3 separate regions of the Mus musculus genome follow, and all the other regions are linked to region 1. Evidence: chromatin contacts called from public HiChIP or PLAC-seq and promoter capture Hi-C data. All regions are on one chromosome and are shown on one strand. The core of a region is the stretch at or near the end of the contact, and the rest is flanking DNA. Distances in the headings are between cores, read along the strand shown.

Region 1 (2,566 bases), core at 46-2,545:
AGTTCCAGGCTAGCCAAGACTCTCACTCAAAGTCAAAACAGAAGAAAAAGTGTATATACATATACATATATATATATGTATATATATATATATATATATGCAGATATACATACTTTAAGGCCCTTTTTGTTCTAAATTAATAACAGCATGACAGATACCCCCTTTCAGCCATGCTTCAAATACTCAGCAACAGTTAACAGTTTGGTCCCAGACAGTGGCCTTGGTCTGTACTGTCCACGGCATGGAGATTAAGCTCAAATATCCTTTCCAGCTGGGGGATGAAGCTGGGGGAAGCTCAGATACCAAGCCAGCCCCTGGCTCCTGCTCTCCTGCCTACACTGGTAGTTACTGCCTCTTGGGGAAGAACCTGCAGCAGGCGAAGCCTCCTGCAGTCGGACCTTGTGCCTTTCTGTCCAGTGCCACCCAGGACCCACATTTCAGTGCCATTCTGTCCACACCAGCCCCAGCGGACGCGGCAGTGAGTGTACGGCACAGGAGGTTTTCTGAGGCTCATTGCTGCTGACTTTAGAATAAATGACAGTCTTCTGGCTGCTGTTACTGCTTCACACCTGCAGATACACCCCAAAGTCCTAACTACCCACTCTGCAGTAGGGGAATGAGATTGGGGAGGCCTTTCTCTGAGATCTGTGTGCTTCCCTCCGCAAGGCTTGGCACAAAGCCCGGGTAACCCAGCAGGTAAACAGGATAACTCAGTGGGGTCCAATGGCCCTGTCCCCACCCGTACTTATGGTGGGTGCACCTGACTCCTGTCTCAGACAGAGGAACCAGAGGTGAGGTCTTGGTACCACTGTGGCCTCAGGGCCTAACATTGCTGGCTCAGAGAAGGCACAGAAAAAAAATATTTATTGAATAACTGAAAGAGTGAGAAACCATGAAAGCAGGGAGGAAGTATTCCAAGCAAGACCTTCAGCTCTCAAAGGCTGGATGAAGGCTTTCAGTCCATGTTTGGGCAAGGCTTGGAGGCTCTCTGACTCCAGACTCAGGCCCTGGGAAGTTGGAATGTGACCCCAGCAGAGGCTTGCTAGTAGAAGCCAGGTGTTGCCAAGTTGAAGGAGTCAAGCTTGAGACCCTTATATCCCAGGAGAAAGTCAAGGAGTCCCTCTGAGGTCGAAAGAGCCTTGTAGGGCAGGAAACAAAATCCATAGGCTGACGTTCAAGCCCCAGAATTTCGCTGTCTCCTTCAGCTATTAATAGCAACCATCCCACAGCATAATGCAATGGCGCAGGCCTGAATTGGCCTGCCTGGCTTGGCTGCCTGAGCCTCAAGGACAAAGACCGAAGCCCATTCATCAGCACGGTCCCGGCTTGGCACAGGGTCTGGCCCTAGGTCCAGCTTAATAAATATTTGTGTACTAAATGGTAGCTAAGGGCTGGCTTCTCATGCCTCAGATCTTCCCCTCATGTAAGGAAAAGCTCATCAAACCACATTCCTGAGGGCTGCATTCCAGGCAGAATTTTCTAAACAGTGACAAATGCACGTCCCCTTTGACTCAGTGTCCCTAAGCCCTGGAGAGCTACCTCATAGTGACACTACAGAAGATTCAAAAACATGACAAGGACATTTGTGTGACAATAGGCTAGAATCAGGCTGGCCACCCATGATGCCACAGGAGATAGCTGGATAGAAGGCAGAGCTGTTGGTGGAGGTGGGAGAGGTGTGTCCAGCAACAGAGACAAGGGAGCCGGGCATGGCACAGCTGGTCCCTGAGCAGGACAATGTGCAGTACCTCCTGGAATACCTGATTGTTCAACAGGTTAGGTAACGACTGGAGAGAGATCTGCAGGGAGTGGGGACTGCTATGTGGTGGCACGGAGGGGGCCACGTTTCTCATAGACTAAGAAAGTCTTTTTTCCTGGGGCTGGGGGTGGAGGGACTTGCCCCAGGACACATAGGCGCTAACCAAGAGGATGAAGCCATTTCTTCCTCACAGGAAAGCCTGCAAATACCCAGGAAGAGCCATCTTTTCCTCACAACGGGAGAAGGTGCCTGCTGCTTTAAGAAACCCAGCTGGAAAGAGCGTTAGAGACAGCTGGAGTTGCAGGGATCCCCAAAGGTCACCAATCTACCTGAGAATGTAGACTCCAGGCTGACAGCCTGGCCTCCATTCACACAGCAAGGCTGGACCAGTTGTGAGGCTCTCTGCCCCATACCAAGCATGCAGGGGGCATCCAAGACCTAATCCCAACTGCCCCTCCTGTAAGCAGTGACATTTTAGATGAGTCACTTCCCTTCCCCAAGCATCTGAGGTGTGAAGCCAAAGCCTACCCACTTCCTTGCTGGTGACTTTGGTTTGTTCTAAATATTTGGGGAAGGGGTGAGGGGTGTTTTCTGTTGTGGAACAGCAATCAGTGCAAAGCCAGGACAGTGCCTGCACAGCTTCTCCTGGATGCCCTGTTCACATCTGACGTAACCATGGTACTCGGTCACCCTTTGTCAGTGTGGAGGGATCCACACTGTTGCATGCTCCTAACTCGGCCACAGGTTTCACCAGCTTCCAGAAAGGCTGTTTCTAGGCAGGAACAAATTCTGGCTCCTACCCTGAGT
Region 2 (2,566 bases), core at 44-2,543, 200 kb after region 1:
AGCCTGTGACTCCACCTGGCTGACCTTAGGAATGATCCAGTAAAAGCCACCCAGGGGCTTGTTAGTAGAAGGGGCTGTCTGTCTCCCCAGTGGTCCTTAGGTCTCAGGTTGGTCCAATCCCTTCCAGGGGAAGAGACAACTCTATTAGGATAACTGCCGGAGGAAGGGCTGTGGGGGTGTCAGAACAGAGATGGGGTGTCAGCTGGGCTGTGCTAAATCTGACCTACAGCCAACTTGCTTCTTCTCTGAACTACCCTCCCCCAACACACACACACACACACACACACACACACACAGAGAGAGAGAGAGAGAGAGAGAGAGAGAGAGAGAGAGAGAGAGAGAGAGAGAGCCTCTGCTTAAGGATGCTGCGAATGCCGAATGCCCAGTTTTATGCCCAAACACTTCTGAAGACTTGGGACACAGTGGGGGTGAGGGGCGGGGCAGACAGGCTGACAGGGCCCATGCAGTCTCCCACCACTGCCTGTCACCGGGTCATTTCTCCTGTACTGAGGTTAAACTTCTTGTGTAAAATCGGGGTGTCTTTTCTTAGGAGGACGATTCTTTGCAGACAGGCAGTGACAGCCTCGGCGCGCTGACATGTTCCACCATCACTAGGTATTTTCAGCGAGGCGTGGCGTCCCCCGGCCTCCGCACGCCCGCCCCACGCCCCTCGCCCACCGCCTTTCTCGGGTCTAGGAAATTCTAGGGCGCTTTTAACTAGGGGGCGATGCGCCCCACAGCAATGGCTCAGATGGGGCTGGGAGGGCCCCCAACAGAACGGACACCCGAACGGGGCGCAGCCGGGCGCGCGTGGGAACGCCGCCAAGAACTAGCACGTGTGCCGGGGGCGCCTGTGGACTGTACGCGGAGACCCGGGACACCCGCGCCCTGCAACCCCCCTGAAGGGTTCCGGCCGGGGGAAGCCCCGATACCTCCCTCCGGCTCGCTCATTAGCGACCTCCGGCTGGAACAAAGGCGTGGGGCGCACGGCCAAGGCCAGGAAAACCAGGAGGGGTCCGCACATCCCTGCAGGGGTGCGGCTCCGGGGCTCGGGCTCCGGCAACCAGGCTCTGGCTTGCACCCGGGCTCCGCGGCTGCGACGACCCGGGGAGGACCAGGCGCTCCGCGCCACTTCGGGGCGCGGCTCCGGGCGTACCTGGCAGGGTCCGGTGCACCGTGTTGCCCATCGCTACTCCGAGACTCGCGGCGCGGGGCTAGCTGGGCGGGCCGGGGGCCGCGGCCGGGCTGCGGGGCATTGCCGCTGCACCGGCGACCGGCGGGCGGCAGATGGGCGGCGCGGGCGGCGGCGGGAGGAGGCGGAGCCACCGGCCCGGGCGCGCCCGCCCCGCCCCCGCGCCCGCCACCAACCGTGCTTGGGCGGGGCTGGGGCCGCCGCCGCGTCTTTTGAAAGTTTGCACCGGTAGCGCGCTGGAGAGGCGGGGCTGGCCTCCTGCCCTCGTCGTTCCCGCGCGCACCGACCTTGCTCTTTTTGCCAATCGGGATGGGTCGCCGGGTGCCGAGTCCTTGTCCAGGCATTCGGCCACTTTGGGTGGTGCCTCGACTCAGGGACGACGCGCACACATGCAGGTCACGCCAGACAGTGTCAAGGGCTCCATGACAGTCCATCCAGGGTGAGATGGGGGTGGGGGGTAGGGATGGGGAACTTCTCCATCCCCTAGGCCGCATACCTAGGAGGAGAGACTTCAGTATGTAGTGGTTGTTTAGGGGGGGGGGCGGGACCCAGACTTGAGCTCACTGTGCCTTCTTCATTAAAGTACTGCCCACACCCTATGTACCAGGCCCTCTGCTGAGCCCCAGACGCAGTCCCTGCTCTCAAGGAAGAGAAAATTAGCAATCAAGATCACATAGTGGTCAAAACCAACAATAACATTGAAGTGTCAGATAGGGCCGGCTGAGGGTTTTTGAGAGAACGAGGTGGCATGTGAGGTGGGTAGTGTTGCCAGGAGGTACGAGGCGGCGGCGTTGGGGGGGGGGAGGGGGCTGAGAGGGGGAGGTGCATCCACTCCCACCGCATAAATCTTTTCTCAGAACCTTCCAGCCTTGGCTACTCTTCTATAAAAGGCCAGCTAGCCCATGCCACCCCTAGTCCAATTCACAGACTAACACACCAAGGTGGGGGAGGTGTAATGACTCTGTGAGGAGACCCAGTCCCTAACCATTACTTTCAGACTCCCATACTCAGTACTCTCGTCAGTTTAGGAAGCAGGGTTATTACCTCCACAGCACAGACAGGGTAAACCGAGGGTCAGTGGGTAGACGAGATGTCCAAACCTATCTCCCAGTGGCTGAGGGCAAGCTCCCTCTGAAACGGAGTAAAAAGAGGTGCTCAGAGGACCGCCTCCTGCCTTGGTTTCTCGTTGTCCTCAGACTCTCCTCTGTTGTTCCCCAGGAAGCCATGGCCAGACCTATTCTGTACTGAGTTTCTAATTCTCAATTACAAGTGCTCTCAGTTATTTAAAATTTCACCCCAAACTCTGGTGGGCAAAGGTACTTTAGCTGGGTAGGCCTTCACTCTGTATGACCCTGGGGTCCTTAGAGAGGTCGC
Region 3 (2,566 bases), core at 43-2,542, 160 kb after region 1:
CGGGCAGCTGAGGCTGCAGTAATAGGCCTTATGTACAGCCTCGGAAAAGATGCCTAGGCCTAGGCGGGCCACATCTGGGACAGCAGGCAGAAAAGGGGACCAGGGCTGGTACCTCCTCTCTGGATGTATTTAATAGTCAGGGTCAAGTTTTGTTTCCAGAACTGGATGCCCGGAATACTTGAGTTCTTCCCATCTTCATGTAGAAGTCAAAACAACTTCCAGAACCAGGCTGAACCTATAGGAAGCCTAGGTGAGACCCTGGTTCTGGGAGGGCACAATGGTACATCATCGTCCAGATATGGCCACTGCTTCTCTTTGCCCATCTGTGTTTCAAATTAATGAGTGGTCTTTTTCTTCTTTTTCTTCTCTTTCTTTTCTCCCTTCTCTTTCCCCACTCTCTTCACTTCCTTCCTTTCTACTGGAGATTTAGCCACAGGTCAGCTGGACTGCAGCAAAAGAGCCAGTCCATTCAAAGCCTGCCTCACCTGCAGGCCCTGCCCTCATCGAGCCTCCTCCTCCTCTGCTTCCCTACAGGGCCAGAACACCTGGGGAGGTGGGTGAAGGCTGTGATGAAATTCCTTGGAAGATTCATTTGCCTTGGTAAAATCACCAGGACTAGATGCTGGAGCAGAATGAAGAAGTCAGAGAAGAAAGCTTTCGGCTACACAGTAAGGTAGAGAACTCCTGTTTCTGGTCCTGCTTCTCTTTAGTGGCAGCAGGGCCTACTCCAGAGTTTTTGTGAGGACCGGTGGATGAAATGGAAGTCATTCACGTGTAGGAAGTGCTCACTAAATGACCCCTTATTGTTAGCTCTGTGTGCTACTCAGCGTGCAGAACCTCAAGAGCGAGGGAAAGAGAAATTTGTGTGCATGTAAGATGGCCAAACCCAGGGTTGGCTCAGAGTCTGTTTGCAGGAGTGGTGGGGGCTTTGCACACTCAAAGAGAAACTGGAGAAGGCAGGGACAAGTGTGCAAGACCAGGAGGGACACTGACGACTTCCTTGCATTGCTGTGATAAAGCCACTATGACCAAAAGCAATCTGGGGGAGGGAAAGATGACTTCATTTTATAACACAGTCCTTAATGAAGGGAAAGTGAGGCAGGAACTCAAGACAGAAACCTGGAGGGTGGAGCTGAGCTGGAGATGACAGAGACACACTGTTTATCGGTTTCCTCCCCTCGGCTTGCTCAGCCTTCTTTCTTCTATACTCCAGGGCCACCCATCTAGGGAGAGCACTGCTCACAGTGGGCTGGGCCCGTCCACATCACTCATTGAGCAAGGAAATGTCCTGAAGGCTTGCTCACAGGCCACTCTGATGGAGACATCTTCCCAACCCTGTGTTCTCCTTCCAGATGGCCCTGGCTTGTAGCAAGTTGACAACAACAACCAGAAAATCACTAAGTGGTTCATAGCCTTTGCATCTGAATTGATCTGTCCCTCAGCCTCAGTAATGCACTGGCCCACACTGGTCTGCTTGCCCCTCTGGGGAGGTGGACTTTAGAGAGCAAAAGACCCTGGCTTTGTGTCAAGTGTAGACATGTGACAGAGACTGGTTCAGGGACTGGGCTATTGATCCACTAGGTCAATGAAAAATTTGAAGCTTTTCTAGAAACTTCTATACAGTAGCTGTCATGGTCAATATTAACTGTCAACTTGATGGGATCTAAGGTTACACTGGAGATAAGCCACCAGTGAGAGATTTTCTAGATTAGTTCCTGAAGGAGGAAGATCCTAAGTGGCACACTGGATACAAAGAGGAAAGAGCCGAGTGCCAGCATCCATCTCTTTCTGCTTTCTGACTGTGATTAATGTGAGTAGCCATCATTGTCTCTGCCATCCTACTGTCCCTGCCATGCTGGACTGGAGCTGTAAGCCAATACTGGCTGTTCATTGGTACCAAGAAGTAGAATTGTTGCAGTGAGGAACCTGACTGGGTGGCTCTTAGGCCTTTGGAAGGGTTTTATAGGAAGAGCATGGCAGTGTTTGGAACGTTGGGCTGGATAAGTGCTGGAGGGCCTGGCAGGCTGTTCCTGTGAGAGTACGGAAGACTGGGGCTGTGGAGGGAAATACTGACAGCGGAGGCCCTGCTCACGAGGCTTCAAAGGACTGTGTGCTTTACAGACAACTGGGCCAGAGGTCGTTTGTGTGAGATAGCCTGACAGAGTCTGGCTGCATTTTCCCTAAATGCTGAGATCTTGAACAGAGGATAAGGTTGAGCCTCAGAGTTCCTTCCCTGTTGTCCTGATGCAGCTGGAAGTCTCCTAATGGTCGCAGCCACCTCTGCAGTACACACTTGGCCTGCAACGTTAAACTTACCCAAGATCTTGCCTTCAACCAACTGGACTTTCACATATATTCTCCCCCGCCCCCTTTTGCTCTCCCTCAACCCCGCTGTAGACCTAGATAAGAGGACCAAGCAATACCTGAGTGCTGTCCTACTTAGGAGTTGCCTTCACCCAACAAATGACTCATCACTCCTGGACCTACCCACCAAATGCTCTAAATCGTGAAACGCGATTTCATTTGAGAGGCGAGCCTGAACTGAAGGGGTAGCCTCTACTTCTCT

Evidence for each region. HiChIP or PLAC-seq counts read pairs in DNA pulled down with a chosen protein or histone mark. Capture Hi-C pulls out chosen DNA fragments and counts their contacts.
Region 2: a FOXA1 HiChIP or PLAC-seq map of pancreatic cancer cells shows a contact between it and region 1. The contact joins the promoter of Neurl1b here to the enhancer-like site in region 1. A contact is called at or near these places in 2 of 39 promoter capture datasets (embryonic stem cells and hematopoietic stem and progenitor cells), 1 of 115 datasets of contacts at active chromatin or transcription factors (pancreatic cancer cells) and 3 of 9 other capture datasets (adipose tissue, liver and pancreatic islet).
Region 3: a promoter capture Hi-C map of adipose tissue shows a contact between it and region 1. The contact joins two enhancer-like sites. A contact is called at or near these places in 1 of 484 Hi-C or Micro-C datasets (bone marrow-derived macrophages), 2 of 115 datasets of contacts at active chromatin or transcription factors (the HPC-7 cell line and pancreatic cancer cells) and 4 of 9 other capture datasets (adipose tissue, embryonic stem cells, liver and 1 more).

What each region holds. Positions count from the first base shown.
Region 1 is chr17:26,610,235-26,612,800 of GRCm38.p6, reverse strand. The region is part of intron 2 of Ergic1 (endoplasmic reticulum-golgi intermediate compartment (ERGIC) 1); the gene reads right to left. Among named protein-coding and RNA genes, the nearest start is that of Gm41553, 30 kb to the left of the region's middle. Within about 2 kb of position 1,295, at least 83 of the 459 cell types and tissues checked have an H3K27ac peak or open chromatin away from gene starts, as enhancers often do. A contact at or near this core is called in adipose tissue and pancreatic cancer cells, where this site is marked.
Region 2 is chr17:26,413,586-26,416,151 of GRCm38.p6, reverse strand. It overlaps Neurl1b (neuralized E3 ubiquitin protein ligase 1B), which reads right to left and starts at 1,293. Exons shown (of 5, transcript NM_001081656.3): 1 at 1,157-1,293. The coding sequence starts at 1,187.
Region 3 is chr17:26,448,382-26,450,947 of GRCm38.p6, reverse strand. No RefSeq gene overlaps it. Among named protein-coding and RNA genes, the nearest start is that of Neurl1b, 35 kb to the right of the region's middle. Within about 2 kb of position 1,292, at least 1 of the 459 cell types and tissues checked has an H3K27ac peak or open chromatin away from gene starts, as enhancers often do. A contact at or near this core is called in adipose tissue, where this site is marked.